2 separate regions of the Cricetulus griseus genome follow, and region 1 is linked to region 2. The links are chromatin contacts, called in public Hi-C maps. All regions are on one chromosome and are shown on one strand. The core of a region is the stretch at or near the end of the contact, and the rest is flanking DNA. Distances in the headings are between cores, read along the strand shown.

Region 1 (7,203 bases), core at 3,977-6,476, 320 kb after region 2:
TTAATTTCATCTTAGTTGCTCTAACACCCTTCTGTTTTCCCCATTTCTTATTAAAATTAGAAACAAAATTGTTTTGCATGTCAATACCAGTTCCCTCTCCCTCCCCTCCTCCCCTGCTCCCCACTAACACCCTACCTATCCCATAACATTTCTGCTCCCCAGGGAGAGTGATGTCTTCCATGGGGGGTATGGAGTCTGCCATAGCCTTTGGGATAGGGCCTAGACCTTTCCCCATGTTTCTAGGCTGAGGAAGTATCCCTCTATGTGAAATGGGCTCCCAAAGTCCATTCCTGTGCTAGGGGTAAGTACTGATCTACTCCAAGAGGCCCAGTAGATTTCTGAGGCCTCACTGACACCCACATTCATGGGGTCTGGATCAGTTCCATACTGGTTTCCCAGTGGTCAGTCTGGGGGCCAAGAGCTCCTCCTTGTTCAGATCAGCTGTTTCTGTGGGTTTCACCAGCCTGGTCTGGACCCCTTTGCTCATCACTCCTCCTTCTCTGCAACTGGATTCCAGTTCAGTTCAGTGATTAGCTGTGGGTATCTGCTTCTATTTCTATCAGCTGCTGGATAAAGGCTCTAGGATGGAATATAAGTTACTCATCAATCTCATTGTCAGGGGAGGGCATATAAGGTAGCCTCTCCACTGTTGCTTAGATGGTTAGTTGGTGTCATCCTTGTAGATCTCTGGAAATTTCCCTAGTGCCTGATTTCGCTTTAAATCTATGCTGGCTCCCTCTTTGATGTTCTCTCTTATTCTACTCTCCTCTATTTTTCTCCCTACACAACCTTCCTGCTCCCTTATGTCTTCCTCACCCCTCCTCTTCTCCCCTTCTCATTCTCTTAGCTTCTTCTCCCCCCCCCCATGCTCCCAATTTTCTCAGGAGATCTTGTCCCTTTCCCCTTCTCCAAAGGACCATGTATGTCTCTCTTAGAGTAGTCCTCCTTGTTGCCTAGCTTCTCTAGTGGTGTGGATTGTAGGCTGGTAATAGTCCTTTACTCTATCTCTAAAATCCGCATATGAGTGAGTTTACCATGTTTGTCTTTATGTGACTGGGTTACCTTGCTCAGAATGGTTTCTTCTAGTTCCATCCATTTACCTGCAAATTTCAAGATTCCATTGTTTTGTTTGTTTGTTTGTTTTTTTCTGATGATTAGTACTCCATTGTGTAAATGTACCACATTTTCTCCATCCATTCTTCAGTTGAGGGGCATCTAGGTTGCTTCCATGTTCTGGCTATTAAAAATAATGCTGTTATGAACATCGTAGAATAGATGTTCTTGTTGTATGAATGTGCTTCTTTTGGGTATATACCTAAGAGTGGAATTGCTGGATCTTGTGGTAGACTGATTCCCATTTTCCTGAGGAATTGCCATACCAATTTCCAAAGTGGCTGTACATGTTGGCACTCCCACCAGCAATGGAGGAGTGTTCCCCTTTCTCCACATCCTCTCCAGCATAAGTTATCATTGGTGTTTTTGATTTTAGCCATTCTGACAGGAGTAAGATGGTATCTTAGAATTGTTTTGGTTTGCATTTCCCTGATGGCTAAAGATGTTGAGCACTTTCTTATGTGTCTTTCAGCCATTTTTAGATCCTCTACTGAGAATTCTCTATTTAGTTCTGTACCCCACTTTTTAATTGGATTATTTGGTGTTTTGGAAACTAGCTTCTGTAAGGCAAAGGACACAGTCAGCAAGACAAAATGGCAGCCCACAGAATGGGAAAAGATATTCACCAACCCCATATCCAACAGAGGGCTGATCTCCAAAATTTACAAAGAACTAATACTCTTTTCTTAATTGGTACAGGACATGTTAGGCGATTTGTTTACTCCCATAGAAACACCAGAAGCTCAAAATAGAGGCTTTCTCAAGGGACTATTTGGTGGAAGTGGACAGACATTTGACAGAGAAGAGCTCTGTGAGTAAATTTCTTATTATAAAAATCCATCACAAAATAGAAGACCTGTTTGTGTATGTGTGTGTGTGTGATGTTTAATGTTCTATATCTCAAATTCTAGACAAAAGTGCTTTCGTTTCTATATTAAAGTTTATATATTATTTTTCTTGTATTTTGAAAATTATTATATTTATTAAACATAAATAAAAGTATTCATTATATTAGGAAATAATTAACCACAAGTTATATATGTTGATTTCAATATGCATATATATTATATATACAATATAATGTACAATTATATATGTATTTCAATATATATATTTCAAATAAAAAATGAGCAAGCTAATAAGCATTCCAGTTGTAGATAGGTCCTAACTCCATGGACTGTTGATAGTATTTGGCTTTTTAACTCTGAAAAAGCATTTTAGTCTGCTTTCTTATAACCACTGCTAAAAATGGATGCTTTATTCATAAAGCAAGTGTATTGGAGCCATAGGAAAAAAACTAGTTTGAAAATCTACCAGTGAGGCTCTGATGAGCAGTAATCAAAAAGAAATAGGAAATACTAAAAAACATTTTCAGAGGACACATAAAAATAAAATTTTCAGACAATGCTCCCAACCATGTGGTCTTGCATATCAAAATTCCCTTTCTCTTGAATCTGTAACTGTGCAAAAAGACATATGTACCACCCTATAGTTTATTATTATTTTAGCCAAAAAAGAGAATAATGTGTTACATGTGGCAATATAGAACTTCACAAATAGCATGCTAAATTAGAGAGACCAGACCAAAAAGGAGCCACATATTATATGATTCCCACTCATATAAATTGTCCAGAATAGGCAAACTCATGGTTACTAAAAGTTAGTGGGTGCCTGAGGCTGGGGTAAAGAGATAATAGGGAGTGGTTGTGAATGAGTTTGGGGTTTCATTTGGCATAATGAAAATATTATAAAATCAGGTAGTAGTTGAGTTATACAACTTTATGAGACATTAAAAACCAGTGACTTAATTACATGCTTTACTAATGGTATGTCAATTAGATATCAATCAGGATCTTATTTTCCAAAGCTTAGGTTCTTTCCCAATGTGACATTACCAAAAATATTCACTAAATTTCTGACTTAGTGTTAGGCCAAGTAAGAGACCCCATCTCAGAAAACATGATGCGGCCAGCAAGATGGCTCAGCCAGTGGAGGTACTTGTCACCAAACCTAATAATTTGAGTTCATGGCATGAACTAAGACCACTTCCATAACACACACACACACACACACACACACTAAGACCACTTCCATAACACACACACACACACACACACACACACACACACACACACACGTGCATGCCATAATCATTCAATCATTTTTTTTAAGAAAAAAATGAAGGTGGACAACACCTGAGGAACAGCACCTGAGATTAACCTCCACATACAGGGTCATACATGTGCATATACACAGACACTTGAACACATACACACATTGGAAGTTCAGTCTCATATACATACCACATATACACAAAGACACATGATAATCATATCTCCCAGTTTCACCCTTAGGCATTTTTCTTAAGTGCTCATATCTTTAACACATGCACATATATGTGACAAAACACATATTATGACAGTAGTAGAAATTTATCAAAGGGTTTTGTTTTGTTTTTTTGTCTTGGAGGACATCTTGACTATGAATTACTGACACTTTACATTTCTTTGGCTTAAATTCTCAGTTGGAGAAGCTACAGCAGGAAAAGCATCCCGAAGCCTTGCACAGCACATTCCTGGACCAGGAAGTATAGAAGGGATGAAAGGCGCTGCTGGAGGGGTGATGGGAGAGCTTACCCGAGCCCGAATTGCACTTGATGAGAGAGGGCAACGGCTGGGCGAGCTGGAAGAGAAGACTGCAGGGATGATGACCAGTGCAGAAGCATTTTCCAAACATGCACATGAGGTAAAGTGCCCAAGTAAATACAGGCGTCTTCATAATGTAGCTACTGGAAACACTTGAGTCCTGTATAATGAAGCCTAGGCAGAGGCACCATGTGACCTGAATCCCTGGAGTACTATAGTCTCCCTACTCAGGGAGATTAAGAAAATAAGCTGCATTAAGTTGAGACTCCTTTAACTTGGGGTATAATGTATTGATTCATTCTGATTCAGTAGGTCTGTAGTTTGTATCACCTGCTTGAAAGGTGCACAGGGAGATTTTATGAATCCTCCCCCCAAAAAAAAATCAGTAAAGGCTAGAATTCACATCTTTCATTTTGTCTGTCGTTAACATTTCCCATCAGCTAAGTTTGGACAGCTTAAGTATTTGTTTTTAAGCTTGTCTCACGTGCACTTTGTTCCACAAAGTAAGAGGCCATACAGTTTTATTACATTTTGATACTTAACCAAATATCCATGATTAACTCACTATTGATTTTCTGAATAGCACTTTTAAGATTTTTGTAGCATCTTTTGATTGCTATTTTTCTCTTTCCAGTTAATGCTGAAATACAAGGATAAGAAATGGTACCAGTTCTAACCATCTAAAGAAGCTGTGACTGCTTTGAGAAACCATTATTCAGGGAAACCAAATTTATTCCCAGCATCACTATTCAACTGCTAGAAACCAGTTTCTTCTACAAAATGTTTCATTAGAGCCCATCTGAAGTTATCCTAAGGAGGCGTACCCAAGGCAAAGCCGCTGTACACCATGCAAGCTGGAACCCCGGTTACAATCCCAAGATAATGGCTGAATTTGTCTTTTCCCCATGTGGAATGGACGTTATCATCTTGGCATATAATTTGCTAAGAATTTGTGTTTGGAAACTATTGGGGAGTCCTTTTGATTTGAAATTTCCTGTACAAAAAAAAAAGCATTAATGCACTTAATGAAAAAAATCTTTGCATGATAAATTAATATCTTAAGAGGAAAAGAAACAAAAGCATGTTATAACAGAAGAAAAAAGGATTTATGGTAAACTACTTTTATGAATTGGGCCACACCCAACAGTTTAAAAATCTGCATTAGAAGATAACAGTGCATTTCAAGTGTATCTGCCATACCCAACCAAAAAGGAATCAAAACAAACCCAGAATTTTTTTTTTTCATCTGAAACTTCCCTTAGTATACTAGGACATTACCTACCAAATTCTTCCTAGCAAAAATCTGATTAACATTTTTCTCTCTTCATAGGGTTTCACATCATTTACAGCTCTCACTCATAATCAAGTTCTGCCAGGATAGTGAAGTATTCACAACTCTTCTTTCTATTTCTGTCACCCTCAGGATGAACCTGTGGTTTTAGTCCTCAGCCGAACAGGGCTGAGTCACCTCCCAGCATTCCTTCAGCTTGGTTTGTAGTCTACAGAGGAGTTGGCGATAGGTTTGCAGGCACTAGATGACAGGAACAATGCAGTTAGTTTTGAGAACTGATTTCACAAGGAGTGGAATTTCACATACCCCCATTTCAGTTTCCAAATCAATATATTTTTAAAGCATCATTTGTATCCTTATCTGAAAGTTACACAGTATATTACTGTTCAAACCCAGTAGGGTCTACAACCCCAAGATGCTTTATGCAGCCTGACAGTCACAGACCAAACTGGTCGTTCTTGTCGATGTGATTCAGGAAAACCTCAGTTAATGTTCTGGGAAAGAGTTACTACATTCTGATTCATAAGGGCTTCATTAGAAAATACTTTGGGGTTCAACACTTACTAATGGGAACCTTTATGAAATCCAGTGGTGGTTTAGCTATGTTGGCCACAGTTATCATGAATAACACAAATCCATAGATAATTTAACAATACAAACTCGATAATTTTGTCACTAGATTGACTAATATAAGTCACAGGAATGTGGCAGTAAATACCAAACACCTTCTTAAAAACTCTCCGAGGTAAAGACCAGCTGTAGCATGATAAAATGATCTGCCATAACCCAATGGAGAGGCACTACAAGGAAGCATAGATGACAACTCCTACTCATGCTATTGAACATGCTTGGAAGTCAGAATCATAGGACTCACCTGACAGTGTGTCATTCCTATTTTTAAAATCTTAAATTATGTGATTGATTGATTGATTTACTGAATTTTGGTGATTTGAGATCTTGCTGGGTTTACATTTGGGTTTAAAACATCACCATTTCCTTGAATCCAGCTTCATAGGCAAAATTATTATTTTTCATTGGTTTCATATTTTTTATTTGAAATGGTGCTTCCTTTAAATTATTCTCAGTAACTTTGAAATGAGAGCAGAAGTGATTAAAAGAGCCAGAAAATACACACTAGAGTAGCATTTCTCAGAATCCTAGAATTTTGGTTTCTTAATAATATCTCTCTGTAAATCCACTTCCTGCTATAGTGTTAACATAAGATTAGTTGGCTTGGAAATACAGATAATCCACATATTTATATGGTAAAAATATTAATGGAATTTAAGGCCAGGACCTGGAAAACATTGGCAGCCAAATTGCAACACACAATTTATACTATATGTTTTAAGGGCCCAAGTCTCTGATTTTTTTGATACTTCAACATTTCTACATTTTAAAATGGCCTAAAAGAATGAGATAGTTCCTTTGTTTTGAAGTAGCAAAATTCATCCCAAAGTAGCATTGAATTCAATGACTATCTCTGAAACTCCCAGGAATATTTACTTGTTTTAGAGATATAGCTCAGGGTAGAGTGCTTGCCCACCATGTTCAAAACTCTGGGTTCAATCCTCAAGAACATACATACACAAACAAATTTACTTGTTCTATACCAAGAGCTCTCAATAGCAGCATCATTAGCACAGTTTTTTTTAGAGTATTGCGGTATGCTAATAGTACCCTTGGCTTCTGCCTTCTAGATGCCATTAGGAACCTCCTAGTAATGACAGTGAAAAAAAAAAAAAGACAAAATTGCTTCCAGTTGAGAGCTACTATTTTACATCATTTAAAGAGAAAGACTGTGAAATACATAATGTATGTTTTTACAGAAAACAGCATATAATAAGAGCACATTGTCTTAGCAAGAGAAGTCCCACCCAAAATTATATGTGTGATTCAGATACAATAGAGCTCAATTTTGAAGAATCAGTGAGATAACAGTTGCAGACTATTTCAAAGCACACAGAGAATATATCAAAAGGAGACAGCCACATTTTACAATAGACATGCTCAAAATTCTGGCTTCAGCAAATATATATATGTATAAATAGACATCATTTGGAGTAGGTGCTTCTGTGATGCTTGAAAAGAACAAGTTCTCATAAATGTTTAAAGCTTAAATGTGCTTACAAAATTGTTGCCAAGCCCTTTCTT
Region 2 (6,821 bases), core at 1,034-3,533:
TGGTTCCCATTCATACATTTTTGCCTGAAGGCTCTGCCACCCTTGCTCCTCCCATCATTCACCAGGAGAGTCACCTTTGTTTCGTGTGTTGGCTCCGTATTCTTGGAGACCTTAAAAGACTTTGTTGTGGGATATTTGTACATGGTGTGCGTTGTTGCAATTGGTATAATAAAAAGCTAAATGGCCAATAGCTAAGCAGGAGGTATAGGTGGAACTTCTGGCAGAGAGAGAGAGAGAGAGGAGGAGGAGGAGGAGGAGGAGGTGAGTCTAGGTGTGTGTGGTGCACCAACAAGACATGGAGGGAATCAGACATACAGAAAAGTAAAAAGCCATGAGGCAAAATGTAGATTAATATGAATGGGTTGATTTAATTTATAAGAGTTAGTGGAAGAAGCCTAAGCTAAGGCTGTGCTTTCATAATTAATGTAAGTCTCCATGCTGGTATTTGGGAGATGGCTGGTGAGTGAAACAAAGACTTATAGGACTTTGTTTGTGCTTTATTCTTTCCCCTTAGGGATGGAATGGGGGAGTTTGGCAGAAGCATTGTTAAGAATGTGACAGATTCTTCACCATCCAATTGCATGATACTGGGAAAGGGCTGTTTTCTTTGTAATAAAGGAAGCCATGCCGCAAGTGGAGGAGCTGAGAGGCAAACTCACTGGGACAGTTGGGAGTCCCCTGGGCTAATCTACATGTAACATACTAATACATATTATAAGTTACATTGTTCCCATGATTTCCATGAAACTTCACCCCATGTCTTGAGAGCCAAGGCCCTCTGCTTCTTGCTCACTGCAGTACAGTTCACTTCCCAGGCTCAGAGCCTGGCATGTAGGTGATAGCCACCAGTATGTATTGGCTGAATGAATAAACAATTATAAGGCAGATTCTCCAGGCTACAAATAAGCTATGACCCTTTCATATGCATTTTTTCTTTCTGTCATCGCATACCTGATGTCTGTGATACTAATTTGTGTTATCTGTCCACACCTTCCTTTTTAAAGGGGCATTTTTACAAATGACATTTTCCCAGCAAGTGTTTAAACTACTTTGCCAAAAGTTGTCTTACAAATGCATCCGATTTTAGGCTTGCACGTGAATTTATTTCATGTATGCGAAGGTAATCCTTTAAGGAGAAAATTGTATCAACAACAAAGCTTGAACTATTTTCTTCCTTCAGTTTGTGCTTTATTTCATTTATTTACTTTTCACAGCACTGGAGAATTGACCCCTGGCCTGGGTCTGGTGCATGATGCTAAGCAAGCATTCTGCCACTGAGCTACATTCTCAGCCCTTCCTTTCATTTTCTTTTTTAAATCAACTAAGAATTTAACTTCTCTTATAATAAAATTGGTGGGTTTGTACTGGTCTTCATGTTGTCAAAGATGCAGATGCTTGCCTTGTCTTGACAAATAATTATTGAATGCTGATGTCTTGTCCTTTCCCATCAGTTAGAGAAAAGGCAAAGGTAAGAGGACATTGTATCTGTCAGTTGAGTCAGTGTACTGTTTATGGTAAAATTCGTGTGTGACATAAAATTAATTGTGTAACACTAAAAACTTCAGTGGAATCTAGTATATTCATAATATTCTGTAACCAACACTATCTAGTTCATTGTGCTGTTTCTATCCAAAAGGAAACCCAGTACAAACTGGGTGCTCTCTCTCTCTCTGTCTCTCTCTGTGTGTCTCTGTCTCTCTCTCTCTCTTCTTTCTCAGTTTAAAACCTTTACTTTTAAATTGGGATTACAATACTTGAATGATGGAAATCAAATGAAGGCACCCAAAGGATTGCTGCTTCATGGAATTTTATAAGCTTTAAAATACAGATACACTGTTATATATTTATGAGTTTGATATATGACAAATGTGAAATCACTGATGCACAAAGGAGAAGAACATATTACTGAAATAAATGGTGCTGAGATAATTAGTTTACATTTTTTCTAAGAATATGAGTTATGTTTTATTTATGTTCTACTTGGTAAATAAAATTATTTCTATTTTTGTTTTTGTTTTTTTGTCACATAGGTCTTTATTGATTCTTAGGGGATTTCACACCATGCCCTCCAATCCCACTCATCTCCCAGTCCCTCCATGTCTGCCCCCCAACCCTGCAGCGTCCCTCCCAAAATTAATTCAAAACAAACAAAATCACCTTGCTTCTCCATCTTTCTGGCCTCCCCAGCAGCTCTTCACTTGTCCTTGTGGCATTGGGAGCTTCGGTGTGTCATGACAGTATACCCCTTGTGCAATCAGTCCCGCCTGCAGATGTTCACTGCAGTGAGTCATTGGTCTGGTTCAAGGCCTCTGGCCTCTGGCCTCTGGCACACCATCATCTCTGTTCTCTCCCTGAAACTCCCCTCAGGCACTGAAACTCCTCTGTTGCCCCGAGTCATGGAGATCCTGCAGTTACCACTCTGCAGGACCAGTCCTTTTATGCGCTCCAGCAGGTCATAGGTGGGGTAGACATTAGAGTCAACTCGAGGCTTCATCTCCTTTGTTACTTGGTGACTCCGTTTAGACTTATTTCATGTATGTATATATTTTAAGAAGCTTCCACTGTATGAGGTTTCCATATGATCCCCCAAATGGCCCTTAGTTTTAGCTGTCCTTCCCTAGTTTTCTACTTACCCTTCATCTGTCCTCTGATTTGTAACTACCTATTCTATTTCCCCGTCATAGGGGGATCCATCCCTGTACCCTATTTTATTACTCTACACCTAACCTCTGTAAGTTCTAGGGATTGTTCGCTTTCTTTTGAAGATGTAATAGCTAACATCTACATAAGCAAATAATATCATATTTGTCTTTCTAGGTCTGGGTTACCTCATTCAGGATGATTTTTTAGCTCCACCCATTAGCCTGTGTATTTCATATTTTTTAAATGACGGAGTAACATTCCATTGTGTAAATGTACCACATTTTCTTTATCTACTTATCCACAAATAGACATCTAGGTGGCTTCCTGTTTCTGGCTATTTTGAATAGAGCAGCAATGAACATGGTTGTGCAAGTGTCTCTGTAGGAGAATTTTGAAACATCCTTTAGGTATAGGACCAAGAGTGGTATAGCTGAACCTTTTTTTTTTTTTTTTTTTTTTTTTTGGTTTTTCGAGACAGGGTTTCTCTGTGTAGCTTTGGAGCCTATCCTGGCACTCACTCTGGAGACCAGGCTGGCCTCGAACTCACAGAGATCTGCCTGCCTCTGCCTCCCGAGTGCTGGGATTAAAGGTGTGTGCCACCAACACCCGGCTTGGTATAGCTGAATCTTAAGGTAGATTTAGTCTCGGCTTCATTAGAAACTGCCACACTGTTTTCAGCAGTAGCTGTGCAATTTTGCACTCCCACCAACAGTGGATGAGTGTACCCCTTATATCCTCACCAGCATGAGCTGTCTATTTTATTATTTTTGCCCATTCTGACTGGGTGTAAGATGATATCTCAGAGTAGTTTTGATTTGCGCTTCCGTAATGACTATGGATGTTGATAATTTCTTTAAATGTTTCTCAGCCATTTATGTTTTCTTCTTTTGAAAATTATCTGTTTAGATCTGTACTCTGTTTTTTAATTGGGTTGTTTTGTTTTCTGGATGTACATTTTTTTTAGTTTTTTTATATATTTTAAATATTAGCCCTCTATTGGATTGTAGTTTGAAAAAAAAAAACTTTTCCCATTCTGTAGCTTGACAGTTTGTCTGAATAATGGTGTCTTTTGTCATACAGGAGCTCTTCGTTTACATTTATTGATTGTCCACCTTTGTACCTGTGTTACTAGTGTTCTGTTCAGAAAGTCTTTTCCTGTGCCAGTGAGTTCAAGAATATTTTATTAATGAACTAAACTGTGTATGATTTGCTATGTTTAATCTCTCAGTATAACATCCTTACAACTTTTACACATTGGAGCATATGTCAAAATCTCATTCTTTTTATGGCTGATTGGTGTTAATATTGTGACTGTATGTCTGTGTCCCTCTCTTCAGCTGTAGATGGACATCTAGACGGTGTTTCTGTTTTGAACTTTTGTGAACAGTCCTGCTCTGCGCATTTGTGTATGGATATTAAGTACCTGCTCTCATAGGTAGCCTGGGCAGGTGGTCTTGTATTAAAGTTGTAACTAAGTAGAAGCAAAAAAGCAAGCCAGTAAGAATTCCTCCATGGTGTCTGCTTCTGCCTCCAGGTTCCTGCTTGAGCTCCCATCTTGGCTTCCCTCAGTGATGGGCTGCAACTTGGAATTGTAAGAGGCAACAAACCCTTTCTTCCCCTAGTTGCTTTTGGTCATGTTGATTAATCAGGGCAACAGAAAGCAAACTAGGATAGATATAAGCCTATGATTTGTAGGTTTATACAGTAATGCTATTTGTGTACTATTTCTTTTAAAAATAGTCTCTCTTCCTACACTCTCTGCAGCAATTACTGTCAATCAGTGGGGGGGTAAGTAGCCAGGGAATAGTAGCCAAGGTGTCTATTTTGGCTGTGGTGGTCCCAAGAGAACACCGTTGCTTGCTGGCAATAGCTGCAGAGGGCAGGTTAAGAGATGGGGATTCATGAGTTTTCAATCTCCTTCCCCTCAAAGGAATTCACTTCTCTACATTCCCCACAATCACTCCTAGGACTCAGCTCATAAGTTAAAATCTAGACTTAGCCTGGTCTCCCAGTTCCTTTATCTAGAGCTGTGGTGTCTGCTCCAATTCTGTCACAGTCTTGCCTTCAAGTCCAGGGTCAGAGGTGGCTTACATCTTCCTTTGGCTTAGCATGGAGGTGAGGCCCGTTCATCTGGACATGTTTGGAACTGGACCAGTGTCAGGGGCGGTGGTGATGGCAGTTGTCAGCATCCAGAAGGTGGATCCAGAGCTAAGCTGCCTCTCACAGTATTGCTCAGCATGAAGTCAGCTTTAATCAGCCCTCTCCCACTGGCTTCCAGAGGGAAAGGCTGGCAGCTTTTCATTTCAGGGGACTGACCTACCTGGGAGGTCTGAAGAATGTTCTGACAGCATTCCAAGAGAATCCTTCCCTGCTGCTCTGGGCCTGCATGCAGGCATAATGTACATGTAGGAGGGTTAGAGGAAAGGCAAGACAGAGTGGGTGGAGAGGACCAACTGTGAGGTGTGTGTCAATCACATCTCACATCTTTTTGACAGGCTGTAACTGTTAACTTTAGTGATCATTTGCTTTTTTTTCCCATGGAGACTCGTTAGACTGTAAAATTATTATAGCATCTCCACATTTCCACATCTCCAGCAACAGCAAGCTTCCTAGTTCCTTCCTGCTGATGCAGCCTTCTAACCCCAGGTCCTTGCTCAGTGCACCTTACCCTACCCCACCTGCAGAATACCCACCAAGCAGAGAACTAAATGAATGTATGTGACCGTGACAGCTCTCCCCCTCCCAAGCTTAGTTCTCAAAGTGTATGGTGAGCCATCTTAGGGACTTTTAAATATGTTGTTATCCACCCCTTCTTTCACGGGGCGGGGGAGGGGGGATCTGCTTCATGGGTGTTGGATACACTGTGGCTCCTTCTCACAAATTGCAGTTGCTAAGTCCCTTTTGGAACTTGCCTTTCTCCTAAGTGATACTTTCTCTGGGTCGGCTCTTCCCTTGACATTTCCCCTCCTCTCTTCTGAATCCTCCACAGGCATCCATCACACCCTGCAGTCAGCTCTTCAGACCTGTTCCTGTATGGCTGTTTTTCACTTGCTCCCCATGGTGTGTTTCCTTCCCCATTCTTCATGCACGTGGTGCCACAAGCTCATTGTCTGTCTTGCAGAGATCATTTCAGAGAGGGGTGTATGATTCAGGCCAGAGAGCAGGAGCTCCCTGGGGATACTAGTTGAAATGAGCCCTTTTTCTGCAAGGGCTGCTCCACTGGTGGAGTATAATAGGTAGCTGCTAAGGGCAAGCTCTACCACTGATCCAGGACAACCGGCCTGAAAATAAAACCAACAGACAGACTGGCAGGAGCTCAGCGTGGAGAAAGAAAAATTCCAGCGTTAATACCATACCCAAGTCCCTTGCCACACTTGCAGGCATGTTTACCTTTGCTAGTACTTCTAGAATGTGACCCAATACATCTTATTTTATTCTTAGGCCAGTTTGAGTGGCTCTCTGTCTTACGTTGGTCCTATCATTCCATGCATATGCCAAACCTCTTACCATCTCATTCCATCCCCTTTCTTCAGCTGAAGAGACAAGCTGAAAGATGTTTTGGATGATTTGCCCATGTCGTGGTAATTATGTCACTGCTGAGACCTACACCTAAGATCCTGACTGCAGAGCGAACGGGAGATGCTGCCTTCCCCTGGGTAGAAACGGGGCTCTGATGTCAACTTACACTGTCTTCTCCCGTGGAGACCTGGAGATGGCTCTGCTCTAACCCCTGTGGGTCCACGGGGAGTGAAGCTTGGTCTTTATCTCAGGATCTCTTTCCAAATGGCTGTCTTACACTTTCCATCATCTGGATTGGTTTAATGATCTGTGCCAACCAGCCCAAGTCTTTTTAACTGCTGTGGGTCACTTGTAAAGGATGTACCCCAGTGTAAGAATGTGATGTTTGCCTCCACCTCACTGCCGGTTTGGCCCGAGAGCTCTTCAATTCTGCCACTTCTCAACAATCGAGATCTGAACAATGTAAGCCCCTACGATCCCTGTCTTCCCCATACCTTCCTGATTATCTTTTAAAGCGCCCTGCCCGGTATTAAGGAGTGCAGCAGCAGAGATATGAGCACACACCCCTCACTGGTCTTGCTGCCTATTTCCCATCTGGCCCTTTCAGCTGTGCATGGCTCCTACCACAATTGACTCTCTTCCCGTTGGCCTTTGCCAAT

The links. Hi-C and Micro-C count contacts between places; a contact is called where the count stands out from the background.
Region 1: a Hi-C map of the CHO-K1 cell line shows a contact between it and region 2, with 2.8 times the contacts expected there. The contact joins two enhancer-like sites. A contact is called at or near these places in 2 of 8 Hi-C or Micro-C datasets (the CHO-K1 cell line and fibroblasts).

The regions. Positions count from the first base shown.
Region 1 is chr4:52,882,470-52,889,672 of CriGri-PICRH-1.0, forward strand. It overlaps Stxbp5l (syntaxin-binding protein 5-like), which reads left to right. Exons shown (of 25, transcript XM_035444256.1): 23 at 1,813-1,924; 24 at 3,638-3,858; 25 at 4,393-5,358. The coding sequence ends at 4,434. Among named protein-coding and RNA genes, the nearest start is that of Polq, 100 kb to the right of the region's middle. Within about 2 kb of position 5,227, at least 1 of the 6 cell types and tissues checked has open chromatin away from gene starts, as enhancers often do. A contact at or near this core is called in the CHO-K1 cell line, where this site is marked.
Region 2 is chr4:52,560,473-52,567,293 of CriGri-PICRH-1.0, forward strand. No RefSeq gene overlaps it. Among named protein-coding and RNA genes, the nearest start is that of Gtf2e1, 39 kb to the left of the region's middle. Within about 2 kb of position 2,284, at least 2 of the 6 cell types and tissues checked have open chromatin away from gene starts, as enhancers often do. A contact at or near this core is called in the CHO-K1 cell line, where this site is marked.